Linked DNA regions of Sus scrofa: regions 2, 3, 4, 5, 6 and 7 are each linked to region 1. The links are chromatin contacts, called in public HiChIP or PLAC-seq and promoter capture Hi-C maps. All regions are on one chromosome and are shown on one strand. Each heading gives the region's core, a stretch centred on a gene start, on an enhancer-like site or on the middle of the called end of the contact. The rest is flanking DNA. Distances are from core to core; before and after follow the strand shown. Region 1 holds the start of NDUFB4 (NADH dehydrogenase [ubiquinone] 1 beta subcomplex subunit 4). Region 2 holds the start of TIMMDC1 (complex I assembly factor TIMMDC1, mitochondrial). Region 3 holds the start of WDR5B (WD repeat-containing protein 5B). Region 4 holds the start of TMEM39A (transmembrane protein 39A). Region 5 holds the start of CD86 (CD86 molecule). Region 6 holds the start of CCDC58 (coiled-coil domain-containing protein 58). Region 7 holds the start of EAF2 (ELL-associated factor 2).

Evidence for each region. Promoter capture Hi-C pulls out the DNA fragments that hold promoters and counts their contacts. HiChIP or PLAC-seq counts read pairs in DNA pulled down with a chosen protein or histone mark.
Region 2: a promoter capture Hi-C map of fetal liver shows a contact between it and region 1, with 4 times the contacts expected there. The contact joins the promoter of TIMMDC1 here to the promoter of NDUFB4 in region 1. A contact is called at or near these places in 2 of 5 promoter capture datasets (fetal liver and liver) and 2 of 2 datasets of contacts at active chromatin or transcription factors (alveolar macrophages and skeletal muscle).
Region 3: a contact with region 1 is called in a promoter capture Hi-C map of liver, with 6 times the contacts expected there. The contact joins the promoter of WDR5B here to the promoter of NDUFB4 in region 1. A contact is called at or near these places in 1 of 5 promoter capture datasets (liver) and 1 of 47 Hi-C or Micro-C datasets (embryonic fibroblasts).
Region 4: a promoter capture Hi-C map of liver shows a contact between it and region 1, with 4 times the contacts expected there. The contact joins the promoter of TMEM39A here to the promoter of NDUFB4 in region 1. A contact is called at or near these places in 1 of 5 promoter capture datasets (liver) and 1 of 2 datasets of contacts at active chromatin or transcription factors (skeletal muscle).
Region 5: a contact with region 1 is called in an H3K27ac HiChIP or PLAC-seq map of alveolar macrophages. The contact joins the promoter of CD86 here to the promoter of NDUFB4 in region 1. A contact is called at or near these places in 1 of 47 Hi-C or Micro-C datasets (fibroblasts) and 1 of 2 datasets of contacts at active chromatin or transcription factors (alveolar macrophages).
Region 6: a contact with region 1 is called in an H3K27ac HiChIP or PLAC-seq map of alveolar macrophages. The contact joins the promoter of CCDC58 here to the promoter of NDUFB4 in region 1. A contact is called at or near these places in 1 of 5 promoter capture datasets (liver) and 1 of 2 datasets of contacts at active chromatin or transcription factors (alveolar macrophages).
Region 7: a contact with region 1 is called in an H3K27ac HiChIP or PLAC-seq map of skeletal muscle, with 7 times the contacts expected there. The contact joins the promoter of EAF2 here to the promoter of NDUFB4 in region 1. A contact is called at or near these places in 1 of 5 promoter capture datasets (liver) and 1 of 2 datasets of contacts at active chromatin or transcription factors (skeletal muscle).

Annotation. Positions count from the first base shown.
Region 1 is chr13:139,729,152-139,731,851 of Sscrofa11.1, forward strand. It overlaps NDUFB4 (NADH dehydrogenase [ubiquinone] 1 beta subcomplex subunit 4), which reads right to left and starts at 1,341. Exons shown (of 3, transcript XM_003361882.4): 1 at 1,099-1,341. The coding sequence starts at 1,278. All of the region lies in intron 2 of LOC102162379 (a long non-coding RNA gene), which reads left to right.
Region 2 is chr13:140,757,425-140,760,124 of Sscrofa11.1, forward strand. It overlaps TIMMDC1 (complex I assembly factor TIMMDC1, mitochondrial), which reads right to left and starts at 1,274. Exons shown (of 8, transcript XM_021070323.1): 1 at 1,143-1,274; 2 at 765-1,042. The coding sequence starts at 958.
Region 3 is chr13:138,108,503-138,111,202 of Sscrofa11.1, forward strand. It overlaps WDR5B (WD repeat-containing protein 5B), which reads left to right and starts at 1,256. Exons shown (of 2, transcript XM_005654048.3): 1 at 1,256-1,356; 2 at 1,857-2,700. The coding sequence starts at 1,929. LOC106505418 (a long non-coding RNA gene) reads right to left here and starts at 1,230. Exons shown (of 3, transcript XR_002337884.1): 1 at 1,147-1,230; 2 at 974-1,069.
Region 4 is chr13:140,795,698-140,798,397 of Sscrofa11.1, forward strand. It overlaps TMEM39A (transmembrane protein 39A), which reads left to right and starts at 1,401. Exons shown (of 9, transcript XM_003132656.6): 1 at 1,401-1,797.
Region 5 is chr13:138,463,491-138,466,190 of Sscrofa11.1, forward strand. CD86 (CD86 molecule) reads right to left here and starts at 1,251. Exons shown (of 6, transcript NM_214222.1): 1 at 1,206-1,251. The coding sequence starts at 1,251.
Region 6 is chr13:138,151,101-138,153,800 of Sscrofa11.1, forward strand. It overlaps CCDC58 (coiled-coil domain-containing protein 58), which reads left to right and starts at 1,326. Exons shown (of 5, transcript XM_003358793.4): 1 at 1,326-1,649. The coding sequence starts at 1,434. FAM162A (family with sequence similarity 162 member A) reads right to left here and starts at 612. Exons shown (of 5, transcript NM_001243573.1): 1 at 480-612. The coding sequence starts at 513.
Region 7 is chr13:138,680,250-138,682,949 of Sscrofa11.1, forward strand. EAF2 (ELL-associated factor 2) reads right to left here and starts at 1,353. Exons shown (of 6, transcript XM_013980937.2): 1 at 1,150-1,353. The coding sequence starts at 1,255.

The sequences.
Region 1 (2,700 bases), core at 91-2,590:
GTTATAGACTGTGGTTCTAATTCTTTTCTACCACTTGCTAACAGAGTATCACCCTGTGACAACTTGCCCTTCCCATGTCATCTTTCTCATCTGTAAAATGGGGATAGTAATAAAGTTTAAATCTTCAAATACCCATGATATTTGAATTTCAGAAAGTTTCAGTAATTCCTGGCACACCTGTAAATTTCCTTCAATCCTCACAACTTCCTAAAATTCCTACAAAATACCAATGCAACTGTTGGGAAAAAAACTTCTCTAAAAAATCATATTTACATATTTAAATAGCTCTTGTACAGAAAATTATCTTCTAGATAATAGCTATCGGTCTACTAGGCATGTTATAAGTGCTGGGAGCATTATACAGACTATCTCATTTAACCTCAAAAGGTTTCTATAAAGAATGTACTATCGTTTCCGTATATGAAAATTATAAAACTAAGGTTCAGAAGGGTTAGGGATTTTGCACAAGGTCATATAATTTGCCAATAGGTAGTGCCTTCGTGTCTGACTCCAAAGCCCAAAGCTTTAGCAAGCTGTAGGGTATCTGGATTATTAGAAGATGTAAACTGAAAAATCACTATATTCCCATCAGAACAGTATTTCTATGAACTGTGAACTGTAAAGTGGAAAACAGCTTTAAAACACCCCCCCCCCCATATTTTCTGAACACTCAGCACAAGCCAGGAACTGTGCTGGTGGGTCACGTGCCCCATCTCATTTAATCCTCATAAGAGCCTCGTAAAACAGGAAGTACTATATTATCCCCATTTTTCAGATAGGAAAACCAAAGCCAAGCAGCAGGGTTGAAAAGCTTTTCCATGATCACCCAGGCGAGAAGTGATCAAGCTGGGACTCAAACCCAGCCACTTGTGAACCCAGAACCCGTCCTCCTAACCGCTAAGCTATCCACCCAAGGTCAAAGGGCTAATGCCAAGGTCCTGCTCTCTGGGCCTGGAAGAGGACCTGTGTTTTAAAACACTCTTTGGAAACGGTGACCGCCCCGTGGCGTGGTCCCCCTTGGGCCGTCTAGGCTGCCGGGTCTGACGGGACCATCCGGACTCTGGCCCTCGATTCCCACCCGGCTGGCCCCTCACTCACGATGACCCCTAGGCGGTTAGGGTCGTTGTACTGGAGCAGGTACTCCCGCTTAAGCCGGGATCTTATGGCCAACCGCTCGGCTTGTGCCTTCCGGGTTTCCGGAGATATGTCGTATTCAGCTGGGTCGAGAGTAGCTGGCAGGGTTGCCAGGCGGGAAGGCTTGTATTTTGGGAACGACATCTTGGCAACCCGGCGCACAAACGCGCCTGCGGGGCCCCGAGGCCCGCCCCCTACGTGCTGACCTTTGTCCTGAGGAAGTGCGCCTGCGTGTTAGCAAGAGGCGGAAACGGTTTAGCATGTACAGCTTTTTAACCTTCCTCTGTCCCCGGCGCTAGTAGCGATCTGCGCATGCGCAAGGTACTTTCCTCGCCTTCCCCCGCCCTCTCCTTTTCCTACCGCTGTGGAAAGTCTCGCTTCTTGTCCGTGCTTGCAGCTCTAGCTTTACTGACCCTGAAGGGCACATTCTGTGAAGTTGAGTTAGCAGAGAGGAGAAATGGGACCGACTGTGGAATTCTCTTTTAGTACAAGTCCATCTCTCTGACCTGGGGAAGTCACTTAACTTCTCGGAGTTTCCTCTTCCTTATCCTGGAGATTATGATCCCTATTCTGTCTGCCTAGCAAAACTCATGTGAGGATTAAATAAAATAATGAATAGATGCAACATACTTTGCAAAATATTCCTTATCCAAGAAAAAGAAAAACCAAATCTTAGTTACAACACTGAAACCTTTTAGTAAAATCCTTACCATTCTTCAGATGCTAAGATTAAAAAACATCCATAGAAATATGAAAATAAGCATAGGAGCATTTTATCTTACTGTGAAAGATAGTTTGGGGGGAAGAGTGAGGATAACCTTAAAGGGAATGTTCTCCATCCCTACCATCCTTCTCCTTTCCCCACTATCACCAAAGAAAAAGGGCTACTTCAAGTTGCAAGGCAGGTTCTTTGGGTACCAAGCAGATATTCCTTAGGGGAAAACATGTAAACAATATTTCCATAACTCAGGCAAGGAAAGTGGATCAAAAGTTAACTTCAGCTTGGATGAACCATCTGGGGACATGTAGAAATGTTGCGAAATGGTTGCTAAGCAGAGAAGGGACCTAGAAAGTGTTGGCACTTGACGTGATGAGGAGCAGCACTGCTGTCAAATTTATTCAACATTTTAATACTGTTTTTAAATATTTATTAAGCACTCACTGCATGAAGCATCCTGCACACTAGTCAGTCAATCTTCTAGGCTGAGTGGGAAAAACAAAAATGAAAGATGAGGTGATTGTCTCTGAGGAGCTGACAATCCCGGCAGTACAGAAAGAATAGACAGAATATGATAATATTTGCTAAGCAGTTTACTGTCCAAATGAATATATAGAAAAATGGGCTCAGAAGAATGGAGACTGAGGGAATGTAGAAGAAAGAAATTTTTTGTTGTTGTTGTTTTTTTTTTTTTTTTTTTTGTCTTTTTGCTATTTCTTTGGGCCACTCCTGCGGCATATGGAGGTTCCCAGGGTAGGGGTCCAGTCGGAGCTGTAGCCACTGGCCTACGCCAGAGCCACAGCAACACGGGATCCGAACCGCGTCTGCGACCTACACTACAGCTCACA
Region 2 (2,700 bases), core at 24-2,523, 1.0 Mb after region 1:
CAATTCCACCAGCTCCCCTGCCTGAACTATCTCAGCAACATAATAAAGCTTCGACGTTAATTTAACCAATGTTGATAACACAGTATAGTATATAGTAAAGTACTTCATAAAAGGGCAAACTTTTTACCAGTAATTGATGAACGAAACAATGATGAAATTAATTATCGTGAGTTTTCCATTAAAGTTAATTCAATTTAAAGGGTTATTTCTTTTATTCTGAAACATCCTTATTTGTGAATCCAGCTAATTTCTTTATAAAATGATGAGACAATAGTTGCTACTATTTTTTATATATTCCTTATTTAGCAGAATAAAAATTTTACAACTCTTTCTGCTATCTCTGAACTTCCATTTTTGCGCCGGGGAGGAGGGCTATTGGTCATAAACTATCAAAATTTGGGATCAAGTTATATAAGAAAAGGAATATTGCAGTCCTGCAGATGTGGGTTCTCGCGTCACCAAGTACCTTGGCCCAATTCTTCTAATCTGTAAAATCGAGGTAATTACACTAAGACTCTACTCCCTAAATATCCCTAAAAGCTCTGACATTCAATGAGGCTCACCTTTACCACCTGAAAACCGGCCTGTCAATCATAAGAACCACCTAGCCGCTATGTTAGGATACAAGCTTGGAGTACAAGCACTAGAACCCAAAATTCCGTTTAAAAATAAATCACACCACCCTGGGGTCCTTCATCCCGGATGACCCAGGTTTCAGGTCACCTCCTTCGTAGCCCCTCCCCACAGACCGTAGGCACTTTTACTCTTTGACAAACAGCTCCCGGAGTCGGTCCCATCCGGATTCCGGGTATCGGGCTTCCGGGACGCAGGAAGGCAGCTTAAGGTCCTCCGCAAGACCCTTGGAATCGGTGGCCACAGCTCCAGCAGCAAAGACCCGAGGGAAAGGATTCAGCGCCCTGCAGAGCAAGCTCCGTGGAGCCGGCGGCCGCACCTCCATGGTCTCCTCAGAACCTGCCGGACAGCTTGGGCGCTCAGGGCCCCAAGGTCTCCGGGAGGCGCCGTGGGAGAAGAGCGAAGATAACTGCAAGAATAAGTGACGAATACTGGTACACTACGCTCTAGCAAATTCGCGGCCGTAGCGGTAGCCACACACCGTGACAGACCTGCACTCCCAGACTAACCTCACTTTGGAAGCCCTTGGACACACGAGACAGGAAGTCCCGCCCCAACCAGGGCAAAGGCTACTGGGCTGGGCGAGGGCGGAGCCGGAGCCGGAAGCACTTCCGGTTTGAGGTGGGACGGATCTTAGAGGTGGCAAGCTGACTCGCCGGAAGTGAGCTGGCGGCGTGTAACAGCTCTCTGCACCGTCTGGCCCCCGCCTCCTGCGCCAGTGAAACTGTGTGGGGCAGTTTCCAGGCAACCAGACCGGGTCATTAGCTGAAGTAGGTTAGCGTATTTTATTTTTTATGTAATTTTTATTTTTCCATTATAGTTGATTTACAGTGTTCTGACAATTTCTAGTGTAAAGCATAATTACCCAGTCATACATAGGCTTTTTCTCACATTATCCTCTATGATGTTCCATCACAAGTGACTCGATACAGTTCCCTGTGCTATATAGCAGGATCTCATTGCTTATCTACTCCAAATGCAATAGTTTGAAGTTAGCTTATTTTAAAAAGCAGGAATGTAGATGAAGAAAGTGCAGTGTTCAACACAAATGGGGTACAGAAAGGGGAAGGCAGTTTGCAGAACTACAAGCCCAACCCACCCTGTCATAGCTCGGGAAACCTCTGAGGTTGGGCGAGGTCTATTCTCGATTTCAGAAAGTTAGGAGGCTTTTAAGAGGGGTCTTGTTGCCAGTTACACCCAGATTTCCAGAACATTTTTATGTAGAAGAATCGGTTCAGGGCTTCACAAGATGGGTTTTATTCACCTTGGTTCATATAACTACTCTTTCTTAAAAGGCAGGACACTTTCTCTCAGATGTTTGCTTGGTAGTCCAGCAATAATTTCCTGTCACTACAGCCTCTGCTATCATATGCTTCAAAGTATAATTTTATTAAAATGCACGCTTATGAAGGAATTCCCACTGTGGCACAACAGGATCCGCGGTGTCTTGGCAGCACTTGGGAGCCTGGTTCTATCCCTGCCTGGTTCCTTAGCTATGGTTTAGGTACTCGGATCTGATCCCCAGCCCTGGAACCCCATATGCCACCTCGGCCAAAAACAACAACAAAAACAAGACAGCTCGCATGTTAAGTATTTTTAAACTGATTTGTGTTTCTTTTTTTTTTTTTTTTTTTGCCTTTTTTTAGGGCTGCATCTGCAGCATATGTTAGTTCCCAGACTAGGGGTCAAATCCAAGCTACAGCTGCTGGCTTAAGCCACAGCCACTGCAACGAAGGATCCGAGCCAGGTCTTCGACCTACACTACAAGGCAGGGCAATGCAGGATCACCAACACTGAGCCAGGCCAGGGGTAGAACCACATCCTCATGGATCCTAATTGGGTCCGTTAACCCCTGAGACATGAAGGGAACTCCTGATTTGTGTAATTTCATCTGATCTTTGCTAGGAATCATACACATTGTCTTCGCCAATTCCTACCCATCATTTATTCCTTTCTAGGAATAATTCAAAATAATTACAATCTTTAGTAGGATACAGTAAAGAGAATTCCAGAATTTGATAGCTGGAAGTCTCTAGATATGGTCCAGAGAAGTGACTGATAGAGTGA
Region 3 (2,700 bases), core at 6-2,505, 1.6 Mb before region 1:
ATCTTTCAAACAGAAGACTAATTAGTCTCTACTGGGCACTCTTTGTTGAGCAATCAGAGTCGACCCTCTGCATCTGTGGGCTACCCATCCCCGGATTCAACCAACCAGATCAAAAATCTTCTGAAAAAAAATTCCAGAAAGTTCCAAAAAACCTTGAATTTGCTTCACCCTGGCAACTATTTACATAGCATTTATATTGTACTAACTGTTGTAAGTGATCTACAGATGATTTAAAGTACTGGGGAGGATGTGAATATGTTACATGAAAATACTACACAATTTCATACACAGGACTTGAGCATTCAGTGAATTTGTTATAATAAGGGGTGGGGTGGGGTGTCCTGGAACCAATTCCCTGCAGATACAGAGGGACAGACTACATAGGATTGGAGAAACTAGTTCGGATTTCTTTCTTTTTTTTTTTTTTTTTTGTCTTTTGTTTTTTTAGGGCCGCACCTGCAGCATATGGAGGTTCCCAGGCTAGGGAACTTATTCTTGTTTAATGAGTAATTTACACCTGAAAAGCATGTATCTTATACATACTTTCACAGTCATGAAATCATTTCTCAAAATTAGGGAGGGCTCACTAAAGCCTAATTTTGAGCAACTTCACACATTTCTTCCTCCATTCCACTCACTCCACCTTTTCTGTCCCAGACACCTATGCAGATTTGAACTTAACTGTCTTTAGAAGTTTAAACCACAAGTGCTAAAACAAGCTCCGCTCCCCGGGCGCCCGGCCGGGCACTACCACGTGAAGCTCACCTGAGCACTGGCCTTTGAAGGCCCCTAACGCACATTCTTGATCCTTCCCTAAACGTTTAGGGAACACGTTTAAACTCGAAGTCTTACAACCTGGGCGTAAATCTGGCTACGTTCCCTTCACCTACTTGCGCCCTTCGTACCCGCCACCAGGCTCTACACAACTAGTGGAGGGAGCAGAACGAAAGCCACCTGTGTAGCAGCAGCTTACATGGAGTCACTGCGGCTGGGTAGATCCAGGGCGGCTGCGCTTCTGAAAAGGTGCAGTACGGACGGCCCACATCCAGAGGCGAGCTTAACCCTGCGGCTAACGGCAACGCAAAATTCAGTCCTTTCTCGTCACATAGTTTCCAAAGAGAAATCAATGTTCTCGGAAATACTCACTGCTTCCCACGCCAGCCAGTCAGCTCTGGGAACAGCCCTGCTCACTTTCCCAGTAGCCGAACAACGCAATGCAGCGCATGCGCGGGGAGGGCGAGGGCTACAAGGGCCGGAAGCTAAGCCCAAACTTGCGTCTCCCGCATGTCGCCTCTGCTCGGAAGTGGCGGAAGGCTCCTTCTGCACATGCGCTCGGCTGCCTTACACCCGCGTTAGGTACGTAAGCAGTTGTGCGGCAGGTCGGCAGTTGTGCGGAGGGTCGGCCGTTGTCCGTGACCTGAAGGAGAGGTTCCTGTGCAGCTTTTTGCTTAGCTTGTGAAATCTGTTTAAAGCGGTAATTCATTCTTGCTCTGATACCTAAAGCCTGACTGGTAGTATTGCTCAGCGGGTTCTCAAACATTCGGAGCTGGGGAGGGGCGGTGAAAAATACTTTCTGTAGGTTCCTGCCGCTCCACCTCACTGCGTGCAGTTTCGGGCCGCTTTATACATTCGCAAACTACCCAACATTAGTAGCTTCCTTGCCGACAGCGCACAGGACCCTTTTAATAATATTTCTTAAGTATTTGTTTGCAGAGGAGGAAGCGGGGAAAAATTGAAAGGGTCCAAGCCGTGCTACTGTATCTGTGTATATTGTAGTTCAAAAAGGATCCAGAAATTATTGTCACAATACCGTTCATTTTGAGTCCTATGATTTATATCTTTATTTTGCTGGACAGAAAGCCAAAATACTGGCTTCTGGGTTCAGGACCTGACGCCAAACCAACCTGCCTACTTGGAGCTTCAGAGTCATGGCTACAAAGGAGTCAAGAGATGACAAAGCCGGGTCCGCCCTCTCCTCATCAGCCAATCAGAGCAAGCAAGTCGCTGAAAAACCAAACTACACGCTCAAATTTACTCTCGTGGGACATACGGAAGCAGTATCATCAGTGAAATTTAGTCCTAATGGAGAATGGCTAGCAAGTTCTTCTGCTGATAAAGTAATTATAATTTGGGGAGCCTATGATGGAAAATATGAGAAAGCACTTAAAGGACACAGTCTGGAAATATCAGATGTTGCCTGGTCATCAGATTCCGGGCGTCTTGTTTCTGCCTCAGATGATAAAACTCTAAAGATTTGGGATGTGAGAGTTGGAAAATGTTTGAAAACGCTGAAAGGGCACAGTAATTATGTTTTTTGTTGTAATTTCAACCCACCATCCAACCTCATCATTTCAGGATCTTTTGATGAGAGCGTGAAAATATGGGAGGTGAAAACAGGAAGGTGCCTTAAGACTTTGTCTGCTCATTCTGATCCAGTTTCTGCTGTTCATTTTAATTGTAAGGGGTCCTTGATAGTGTCAGGTAGCTATGATGGTGTCTGTCGAATCTGGGATGCTGCATCAGGTCAGTGTTTAAAAACACTGGTTGATGATGATAACCCTCCAATCTCTTTTGTAAAATTTTCTCCAAATGGTAAATATATTCTCATTGCAACTTTGGACAATACTCTTAAACTGTGGGATTACAGCAGAGGCAGATGCCTGAAGACATACACTGGTCATAAGAATGAGAAATACTGCA
Region 4 (2,700 bases), core at 151-2,650, 1.1 Mb after region 1:
TGCCTGGTACACAGTAGGCACTAAATAAATAATTGCTCAATGAAAGATGAATGCTGGTGAACCAAGAGAAAATCAACAGAGTTTCAATGTAGCAAGCTAGCAAGGAATTAACAGAGCAAATATGAAAAGAAATGTACCATAAGCCTACAGGTGAATACAATGAAAATATATGGTGATCTATGTTGCATGAATTAAAGTATAAGAATGCTTGGGGCATAGTTCCTGTAGTCGTGGCACAGCAGAAAGGAATCCAACTAGGAACCAAGAGGTCTGGAGTTGCCATGAGCTGTGGTGTAGGTTGCAGAGAAGGCTCCGATTTCTAGTTGCTATGGCTGTGGCGTAGACCTGCAGCTCTAGCTCTGATTGGGCCCCTAGCCTGGGAACCTCCATATGTCAGGGATGTGGCCTTAAAAAAAAAAAAAAAAAAAAAAAATACACGGGGGAAAAAGAATATTTAGAAATATCACTAGCTTTAGTTTTGATATTGGTTATTCTGGCTCTAAAATTTGGTTCTGTCATTGATTAGCTGGGTTATATTAACTGGGTATCAGCAAATTATTTTTTCTTACTTTTAGTTTTCTCTATAAAATAATACCAAAACGTTAAGAGATTTAAATGAAATATGTAAAGCTACCAGTCTAGTGTCTGGCACCAAACAAATCTCTCAGTGAAGGTTAACTAATCATATACTGGACATAAAGGGCTTTCCCTATGTGCTTAAAATCTGCAGAGCAAGATTCAAGTGCTCCTCTTGACACTCTTACTCTTCTTCTAACATCAGATTACTGACAGTTTCTGAATTCCGCATGATGTCCCTCACTTTCTTACCTTTTTAATCTGCCACTTCCTTTACTAAATTATTCTCCCATAAACTGCCTATTCATTCTTGCAGTCTTGGCTTTAAACCCCAAGCTCTGTGAAGATTTTCTTGGTATTGGGAGCACTATATTCCAGAGATTATTACCCTGTCTTGCATGCCATCTCTGAACCTTGGGTGTACTTTTAAAGTTGCATTTATTATGATAAATTTTAACTACTGTGTTTTCCTGGTGTCTTGTTTTTTCCACTAGACTGTGAACTCTTTGTGATCTTCACTTTTGTAACTCCAGCATCTAGCCCTTTTTTTAACATAAAATACGCGCACGGTTGGTTGCTGAAGCACGACTTGGCGTCTTCGGCTCCTTTACTTTAGCAGTTAAGTCTCCCAACATCCCCCAGTAAAACGGGGGCAATAAACTTGAACACGGTTGTTACTCGGAGACTGAGATAACAGGAAGGACCCCTAGCTTCCGAGGGCTTGGTGACAGGTCTGGGAAGGAAATACGTGGGCCAGCACAGGCGAGCAAGGCGGGGCCGCGAGCCCAGCAGAAAAGGCGAGTCTCACTGCGCAGGTGCACGCCCGGGGAGGTGGAGAGCTCGCTCCCCTGGCTCCGGTGCAGTTCCGGGGGCCAACTCGCTGCTGGGGCGGCTGTCCGTCGCGAAGCTGACGTCATCGCTGTGCGCTGCCACGTCTGCTCAGCTCCGCGGTAATGGAGGCTGAGGATGGTTGCTGACGGGGCCGGGCTCTACTTCTAGCTTTAGCTCTGGCTCTGACTCTGGCATTGACTCGGAGTCTGGGTCTGGCAGCCCGAAGCCTGGACACCCTTCTTCGACTCTCCTGGAGCGGACGGTCTGCAAACAAGCAGCTGGTTTGGAGTTCCTCAACGTGGGCAGGGTGTTCTCTTGCTTGGGGTCTAGCCTGCAAAGCAGCCGCCTCTTCCCAGGGATCCCGCCCCACTGGCCGGGCCTTCTCCATGCGTGAGTATTACCGAGCTGCCGCGCTGTCCGATTGTCCTGGGCCTGCTTCGGCCCTCCGGGTTGCGCAGCGGGGACCGCTTTGTGGCCCCCTGTTAAGGGCCAGTCTGTTGAAGTTTGTGGTCTCTTGCCGCCCCCCGCCCCCACCTGATCCTCTTGCCTCTCTTCTGTCCCAATTTTTTGTCCCTCACTTTTATTTCCTTTGCACGTTAATTGAGCAAAGACCAGCAGCCCCTCCATCCAACGGTTTGAAAACTTTGTCGCACCTGGCGTTTGTTAGTCTGCAGCCGAAAGCTGTTTGGAAGAAGAAACATAGGATTCTACTGTAACGTTTTGAAAACAAGGGATTTTCCACGATGTCCTTCTTCAGTTTTTAAATTGTATTGTTTAGGAAACAGTTTTGGTATCTATATTTGCTATAGATAGTTGCAAGCACAGTTTCTTTTCAGTTAGGGTCTTTATGTATTACTGATCTTTTAATCCTACAGTTTCAGTAATTTTTAGATGATTTACATCAGTTTTCTGGAGTGGGCATCTTCTTGAACTTTTTTCAGTATTTTCATTCTAACATATGGAGATACCACTTGAACAGCTTTACATTTAAAGACTTAAAAGACCTTCTGAAGTATTTTCACCCATCTTTGTCAGTCCTGATAGCAACCTCTGTAGGACAAGGAACGCCTTTTTTTTTCCTAATGAGGAAACTCAGGGGTTAAATACCTCAAAGACTGATAATATGTGACAGCTGATCTCAGAATCCAGATCCCCTTGGTAACAAAACCTTACATTTTGGACAGTGCTGATTCTTCTGTATTTCACAAGGCCTACTGCAAAATAGTGCATATGAATTGGAAATGTATATGTGTGGTGTTTTTTGTAAACTTCTACTTGGTTGTAATATCTTCC
Region 5 (2,700 bases), core at 1-2,500, 1.3 Mb before region 1:
GCCAAGGGTTTGGTGTGTGGCCATCAGGGGGAGGTGAAGTCATGGCCCGGCTAGTTAGTCAGGGGCTGTCAGTGCACTGCTGTAGGCTCGGCTCCCCTCCCCATTTGCTGCACACCTGGACCAGACCAGGTACCTTACCTCTCAGTGCTGAGGGTAGGGAAAGCCAAGCAGCAGGAGGGGTGAGCCGGGAAAAACTAAAGGCTCCCAGTCAGAGGATGAGTGGCAGGAACCTTGACTAACCCCAGTTTACAGGTGAAGAAACTGAAACTTAGACAAAAGCAGCAAACAGGGAAGATCTGAGTTTTGTGAGGCCTGACACTTCTAAAATATCTTTCGGTGGGAAAGTCTCTTTTAAGAAAAAAGAATCCAGAACGCAAAATAAAATGCCCATGGCCACAACTTGGTCACTTAACGGGGAGAATGCGATGGAGAGAAATGTCGCAGTGGAGAGAGACAGTGGCCTTAACTACTTGCGGTTAAAACAACTTCCGTATGAAAATATTACCAAGGCTTGAGACACGTGGCCACACTGTTAGGGTCCCACCTGGGGTCCTAGAAGGGCTTGGAAACAGCTAAGCAAATGAGGAGCCCCTTGGCTTCATGTAAATCAGCCAATGTGATTAGCTGAGGGTCACAGAGCAGGTGGTAGCAGGGCTGGGTTTCTTGATCCTCCCAGGAAGCAGTGCCATCTATCATCTATAGGCACAGGCTGGTGGAGAGGGCAACAGGGAGGAGGGGGAAGGTAGGGAACAAGGAAACCACTGGTCCCTACTGGAAGGAAACTTTTAGAAGCCCGTCAGCTATTTCCTAAAAGCCCGAGAATGTCAGAAATGGGCGCAGAGGAGCAGAAGAAACCTCAGGCATATCAGAGTAGGGGCCTTCCCCCAGCTCCCCAGGCACCCCAGACAGGCCCGTCTACCCTCCTTGGTGCATCCAGAAGCACGGGTGTGAGCTGTCAGAGGAGGAGGACGCACAGAAGGGGTAGGACTCCCTCTCAGGTCGGGCCTGCCATCAGCCGAGATACTCGTTCTCAGTCGCCATGCTTCCTTCCCCAGAAAGGTCTTTCTTGGGTGTGGTGTTGTGAATGGTAGCAAGGGAGGAAAACGAGTAAAACCCACCAAGTCTCAAGCCCCCAGCTTGCAAGTCAGGCTGGTCGGGAGACAGTGGGAGGATTCTAGGATTTTACAAAGCCAAAGAGTGCTTACCAGAGAGCAGGAGGACCATCCCAACGAGAATGTTTCTCAGTCCCATAGTGCTGGAGGTAAAAAAAGAAAACCTTGATTAGGAAATGAAACCGAAACCAAAATAGGACAAATGGAGTCTCAAATTCACTGAGGTCCACGGGTGTGGCAGAGATCGTACTCTGTACTCACCAAACCCATTTTCTTTTCCTTCTGGCCCCACAGACACGCCCTACTTCCTAGAACTACCCCCACCCTGCTGGAAGTTTGGTGGGCCATGTGACTGAGTTTTGGCCAGTCAGATTGTGAGCAGAGATGATGGGTGTTATTTCCAGATCCCAGGCTAAGGCCTCCTCCCTCTTGCCTCCTCTCCCTGCTTTCTTGGGTGCAACAGACCCAGAGGAGGGGTCCAGGGGCTTAGAAGATGGCAAAGCTAGTTTGCTGAAGAAATTAATAAAGCAGCTCTTGACACCGCCCCACAAAAAAAAAAAAAAAACTTTTATTGTGTTAAGCTTATAAACTTTGATGGGTTATTTACTGCAGTTTGTAGCATTATTTATCTTAACTAGTCAATGAGCAAGGGGTGGGGGCCACACTGAAAATATTTGTGTTTTCAAGACTGGTACTCTAACCCCTGAACTACAGAGCCAACCTGTAGTATTTATGCATAGAAATAAACTTTTTTTTTGACATTCCTGAAATTTTCAAACTAATGTGCTCAAAAATCATCTTGGGAAGGCATGTGAAAGCAATTTCCTGGGCCTTGTCCACAGAATTCCGATTTCGTAGCGTCAGTAAAACTCATGTCTGACAAACTCACAGGGGATAATGATGGCACTGGCCCAAGACCCCACTTGGAGAACCACTGCACCAGATGGTTCACTTAATCCATGTGATGGAGCCAAGGAAAATGATGGGCATTGCTTTGTAACCTCCATCCTCTCTTTCTTCTCTTGCCCTCCATCTTTCTTCATTCATCCACTTACTCTGACTTAGACCAAAAAGGCCATAGAGTGCCTTACGGAGAAGCACAGAATAGGAAAGATGATCAACATTACAAACCAAATGAAGGGACACAAAACAGAGCCTAGTGCAAGGCCGGTGCTAAATATTTGCCACAGAAATCTACCCACCTTGCTCAATGTGGATCACAAGTTTGGCTTGTAGCTTTTTAACAGAGTGAAAAGGAAAAGCTGATGGGTGAGTTAATTTATAGATCTGGCATGAGATTAAAAACAAACCAGTCCTGGGAGTTCCCGTGGTGGTGCAGTGGAAACAAATCCGACTAGGAACCATGAAGTCGTGGGTTCAATCCCTGGCCTCACTCAGTGGGTTAAGGATCTGGCATTGCTGTGAACTGTGGTATAGGTTGCAGATGTGGCTCCGATCCTGAGTTGCTGTGGCTGTGGTCTAGGCCAGCAGCTACAGCTCCGATTGGACCCCTAGCCTGGGTACCTCCATATGCTGTGGGTTCAGCCCTTAAACAAGCAAACAAACAAACAAACAACAACAACAACAA
Region 6 (2,700 bases), core at 76-2,575, 1.6 Mb before region 1:
CTCTTGCCTATTCAGATAACGAATGGGTAGGAAACCCTAGACTCCAAGTTTTCTCTGAGTGTAGGGATTAACTCTAGAGATGATGGGGGTGGGAGCAGGCGGGAGACTCAGGTAACCTACGGGACAGGAGGTTACGAAGCTGAACGGATCAGGAAATGGGGGGACGTTCTAGAGATGACAGGTGAGCTCAGAGGGGATGGGGGTGGGGAAAGTGATCCCTGAGCATAGGCTCCTTAACTAGGTGGGAGCTGGGTGGGTGGAGAGCCAGGTGGAAGGGTCACTCGGAGATAGCCCTCAGTGCTTTCTTACCAGTGGCTCGCTAGGCCCCAGCTGTCTCCCACTATTGCTACTCTGGGAGTAGGATTCCAAACTACTTGAGGGGAATGCCTAATAAAACAGAGCACCTAACAGGCCTGAGGAGGCTGAAAGATTCCTTCATGCAAAGCGATTGCCCACCCCCAGCCGGGCCCGCGTCTCACCAGCCGCCAGGCGCAGGCTGCGGAGGCTCCCCATGGCCGCCCACTCCGCGGACCAGCAGAGAGGCCCAGGCCGGCGGTGGTGCGGCTGCGCTCTGTGCTCAATGTCACCCAGCGCTGAGAAAGTAAGGCCTCGAGAGGCACCGGCGGGCGGGGCCTGCGGGATGAGGGGTCGTGCTTTGCGCGCGGGGTTGTGGGCGGGGCGTGCGTGACGCGCAGAGCGTGCAGATCGTGCATGGAGGTCAGACTGTACCTTCTGCCGGCCCGCTGGGCTCCGCCCCGCTTGGCGCCTAATCCTGGACTTGTCCTTAAGAATATTCCTTTGGAGTTTATTGAAGGGTTTTGCAATGTTGCATCTAAGAAAGTACTCGTTTAAAATAGAAACAAAGTAATGTGCTTATTGTAGGAATTTTGTGAACTGTAGATCCCAAAGTCACACTGCCTCGGTAATTCAGTAAGTCAATACATTTTTTTTTTCATTTTTCAATGAATACGTATACGCCTGTATCAAAACTACATAACTGGGTTCCTAGTGACCAGTGTTTTTCACCTCTTGCTGACTTGCTACCTGAGAAATTCACATGTATGCTTCCTATGTTGTTTTCTATTTGCCTATTTTTTTAAAGTAGAAGTAAACACTTCATTATTTCCATACCTATTACCTTATTCATCCTTTACCCCACACTGCCAGAAACACCTTTTCTTTACATTTCTTGGTCGGCCCAAATTCTGAAAAGCTCCTTTGCTCTAGGGACTGGATGGAAGGGTTAAGAAAAACCTCACTTCGACTTTAGAGTTCCCCCTGGGACAACCTAGTTGGTGCGACCCGGAAACTGTTTTCCCTTTTTGTAAGAGAAAGGGATTGGAGAAAAACGATCCCTTAAAGTTCTGGCTTTCTTCGATCCATGTATCTGGGCCGGTTCCAAGAAGATATCTTAAAGGAACAGGAATAAAAAGATGGATAGCAGCGTTACGAGTTTCGGTGTGGGTGGCGAGCATAGGAAAAGACAAAGCTTGAGCTTGGCTGTCTCGAGTCCCCTAGTTGTTTTTGGTCAGGCGGCGCCGCGGACACCTTTGCTCCGCGGTGATTGGCTCGCGGCGGGGGCCTCGTGTTTGTCCAATATGGCGGCGCCCAGTGGCAGTGTGAACTGTGAGGAGTTCGCCGAGTTCCAGGTGATGGGTTTTTTTTCGTGTGGCAGGCGTGCCCCTTCTTTTGTTCTGGGCCCCTGTTCCCTGCTCTAGCTTGGAAGGGAGTGCGGACCAGTTGGGGCAGAATCGGGCAGTTCAAAACTCCTTTTTCGAGCCATTGGAGGTCATGGGGGCACAGCTTGGCCTTAGGGAGTGAGGGTGCTCCATTGGGGTCATGGTTCTCCCTGCGACTCCCAAGCCTTGATTAACTGCACCCAGGAACGCCAGGTGGTTCCTCGGCGGTAAAGCTGAACCCAGGCCGAGTGGGTAGGGGTTTTAACAACATTTTAGCCATCCACTGAACTCACTTCTTAGCTTCTGCTATTCTTCTCCTACTTTAAGTTAAGCATTTGTAGATGAGAAGAAACTGGAGGAGAGGTTACTTTTTTTTGTTTTGTTTTGATAAAGCAAAAACTTGTTTTACTATTGTGGTAGGGCAGAACATTTGGAGCCATGGAGGGGTGATTAATTCTAGTACTTGCTCTGGTTCTCTGCCTCCTAATCCTTAGAGAGAATGTAACATTTAGGAAATAGGCTCTTTTATATATTCAAACGCCAGAGGTCCAGGGCAACTTATTAACCAATGAATTAAAGAACAGGGTGTCTAGATTTCGACCAAGCTACTATGACGTTATCTGTTCCAATGTAGGCATAAATGTGCCACTGCCTAGATAGAGTTGAATTTAAAAATCGTGACTAGGAGTTCCCGTCATGGCGCAGTGGTTAACGAATCCGACTAGGAACCATGAGGTTCCGGGTTCAATCCCTGGCCTCTTTCAGTGGGTTAAGGATCTGGCGTTGCAGTGAGCTGTGGTGTAGGTCACAGACATGGCTTGGATCCCGCGTTGCTGTGGCCCTGGCGTAGGCCGGTGGCTACAGCTCCGATTGGACCCCTAGCCTTGGAACCTCCATATGCTGCAGGAGCGGCCCTAGAAAAGACAAAAAAAAAAAAAATCGTGACCACACAAAGGTATTTTTAACTAAAGATATTGAAAAATGATTGCATGTATCATTGACCTCTGTCGTAAGCATTGTG
Region 7 (2,700 bases), core at 103-2,602, 1.0 Mb before region 1:
ACAGAAAAATAAGAGGTTTATGGTTCGATGATCTCAAAGTTTCCTTCCCACTCTGTAATTCTATGAGGACTATTATGTAAAGAATGAATGTTTTACATACCAAATCATAATATACTATCTTTTCCTTTCTGGAATCTAAACCATCCAACTATTAAAGTAAAAGAGCTCCAATTTCTACCTCAACAACATGAAAGAGAAGTATATCAAAACTACTTCCCCAGGACAAACAAAAGGAGAAATCATAAGCAGTAAATGTCTTTCTAGTATATTAATAACACACCCTTCAAAACTTTGATAGTATTTGAAAACTGATTGAATGAAATTGGGGGTCCAAAAGAGACACAGATTATTAGAATGATCCAGAATCTCTCTCCAGGAACACACTAAATAACACCCTCATCAGTCAGAGACATCAAAAATGAAGACAGGAAAGAACATTTCCCCACCAACCTCAAGGCATTCACCTCCTCCTGCATAATAATAGTTCGGCCCTTGCCCTCTCCATTTGTCACCTTATTACAGTTGTCGCTAGAATAACACGGGTCTGAACTGCGCAGGTCCAGTTATACGTGGGTTTTTTTTCAATAAATAGTTTATATTTTCATCTTCAGATCTTTAACGTAGTGTGGGGAAATGCTTGTGTCTGATTAGAGATCACAACACAGGTAATTAAAAGAACTAGGTTAAGAGTCCTGATTCTACCCAAAAGGTTTCAGCTTCTTAGGTGAGTCCGGTATCAATTCCTTCGTTTTTGAGGCAGAGATAGGAATACGTGGATATTGCACTGCTTGGGGTCGACGCCCCTATTCCCTGCTTTGTTCAAGGGTCTACTGAATTTTCCTTTCCACCTCTGCATGATCCGCCAGTTACGTCTCTCTCCATCCATAGTCACCCCGCAGCCTTTCTCCACAAGTGGCCCTTCCTACCTGTTGGTCTCACTTAAATCTCTCTGCCCAGAATTACCCACACCTGCTCCACCCAGGTGCTTGCACCGACCCTTCCGGACTCGGGGTATGGCAGTGGACTGCGCTGGGCACCCCATTCTCCCGCAGAGTCAGCAGTCTGTGCGAACACGACTTGGAGAGGGTTGTTCTTTCGCACCCCCATACCCAGAGCTTCCCCCTTTCCCCCGGGGTCGTCCTCACTCACAGCGCACAGTGTGGAAGGCGCAGCGCGGCTGCTTCTCAAAACTCTCGCCTAACTTGAGAACCCGCTCGCGGCTGTCAATACGCGAGGGTCTCCCTGCTCCATTCATTATTCTCCTCGGTCTCTGAACTGCCTCCGCCAGCAGCGCTCACCACCAGCTGCCAACTCAGCCTGAAACATCTGCACTTGCAGCCGCCTACGCAGCCAAAAAAGACTCCGCCCCGCGCCCGGGGAGCGTGGCCCCCACAGGATGCCTCTCGCGTGTTGATTGGCTGCCGCCTTAGGAGTGCCCGCCCCTTGGCCCCGAGGCTCCGGGTCCCGCAGCCGAGCCCCTCCCCCTTCTCACGTTGGGACGCACGCAGCCCCGGGAGGCTATGGTTCTGAGGTACACGGCAGGAGCTGTGTGCTGCTGAGGAGGAACGCGAAACGGAGCGAGGTAGCCTACGTGAGGCGGCGGCTAGGGAAGGAGAATGTCCAGGGTGCCGGGAGGCCTGGACTCCAAGCTTATGGGCCAAGTGACCCGACTTGCAGGAGCTCTAAAAGGAGAATCGGCCTGCTCCACGCCTTTCTGTGGAGATCTGGTGTGGAAACTGAGGCGGGGGAGGGGCGGAACCTGGACTCCAGGCGCGGCGTCGTGCCCGAGGCCTGGTAGCGCCGAAGCTGGATCTAGAATCCTGAGTAAAGGAACCAGTGCCCACCGAGCCGTGGTCCTTGGATCTGACTGGAGGCGACGCCGTTACCTCAGCAAGAGTTTTCTGACCTTATGTTCCAGAGCAGGGTCCCAATGGTCAGGTCCCAGAGGGGAGTAGGAGTTGGGGGTTGGAGGGAGTGGAAAAAGAGTTCAGAGTTAGGAACTACAGATATTTAGGATCCCCTGCGGCTGGTTTGCATTTGGTTGCCTTCGTTTATTTTCTTCACAGTGATGCGTGCAGGCAGTAACGACACGGCCCCCACGAAAGACAAGATTCCCAAAAGATCAGGGCCAGAGCTTTTGCTCTGGCTACAGGGTGATAACATTAATAATTGAAAAATAATTTGTCTTTTTTTTTTTTTTTAATCTGTCAAAAGTTCGTGAGTTTAAGGGTAGAGATGAGAGAAGTGCTGTATGAGAAGAGAAACACTCAAGAGAAAGTTTACAAATGGTTGCCATAACACTGGTGGTTTTTCAGGGTAATTGTATAATCAGACTACTCTTTAGTTAACTTATTCCTTTGCCAAATTTATTATTCCAGGCAAGTAGATAAATGTGTCCCCCTCAACCTATCTGCTTGTGTAAATTATACTCTTTTAAGCATACTAAAGCTGTTTCCTGTGGTAGTTAAGCACCTGAGTTCTGGAGCCAGAATCTTTTATGAGTTTGAACCTCAGCTTCATGCTCTACATTGTGACCTTGTGCAAACCAAAGTAAGTATGTTTGTCATTAAAATTAGGGGAAGAGGTAGTACTTACACCTTAGAGTTGTTGAGAGGATTAAATTAGTTAATGCCTGAAAGCATTTTAAACAATTCATGGCATCCAGTAAACGTTCTCCAAATGGTTATTGTTTTTGAGACT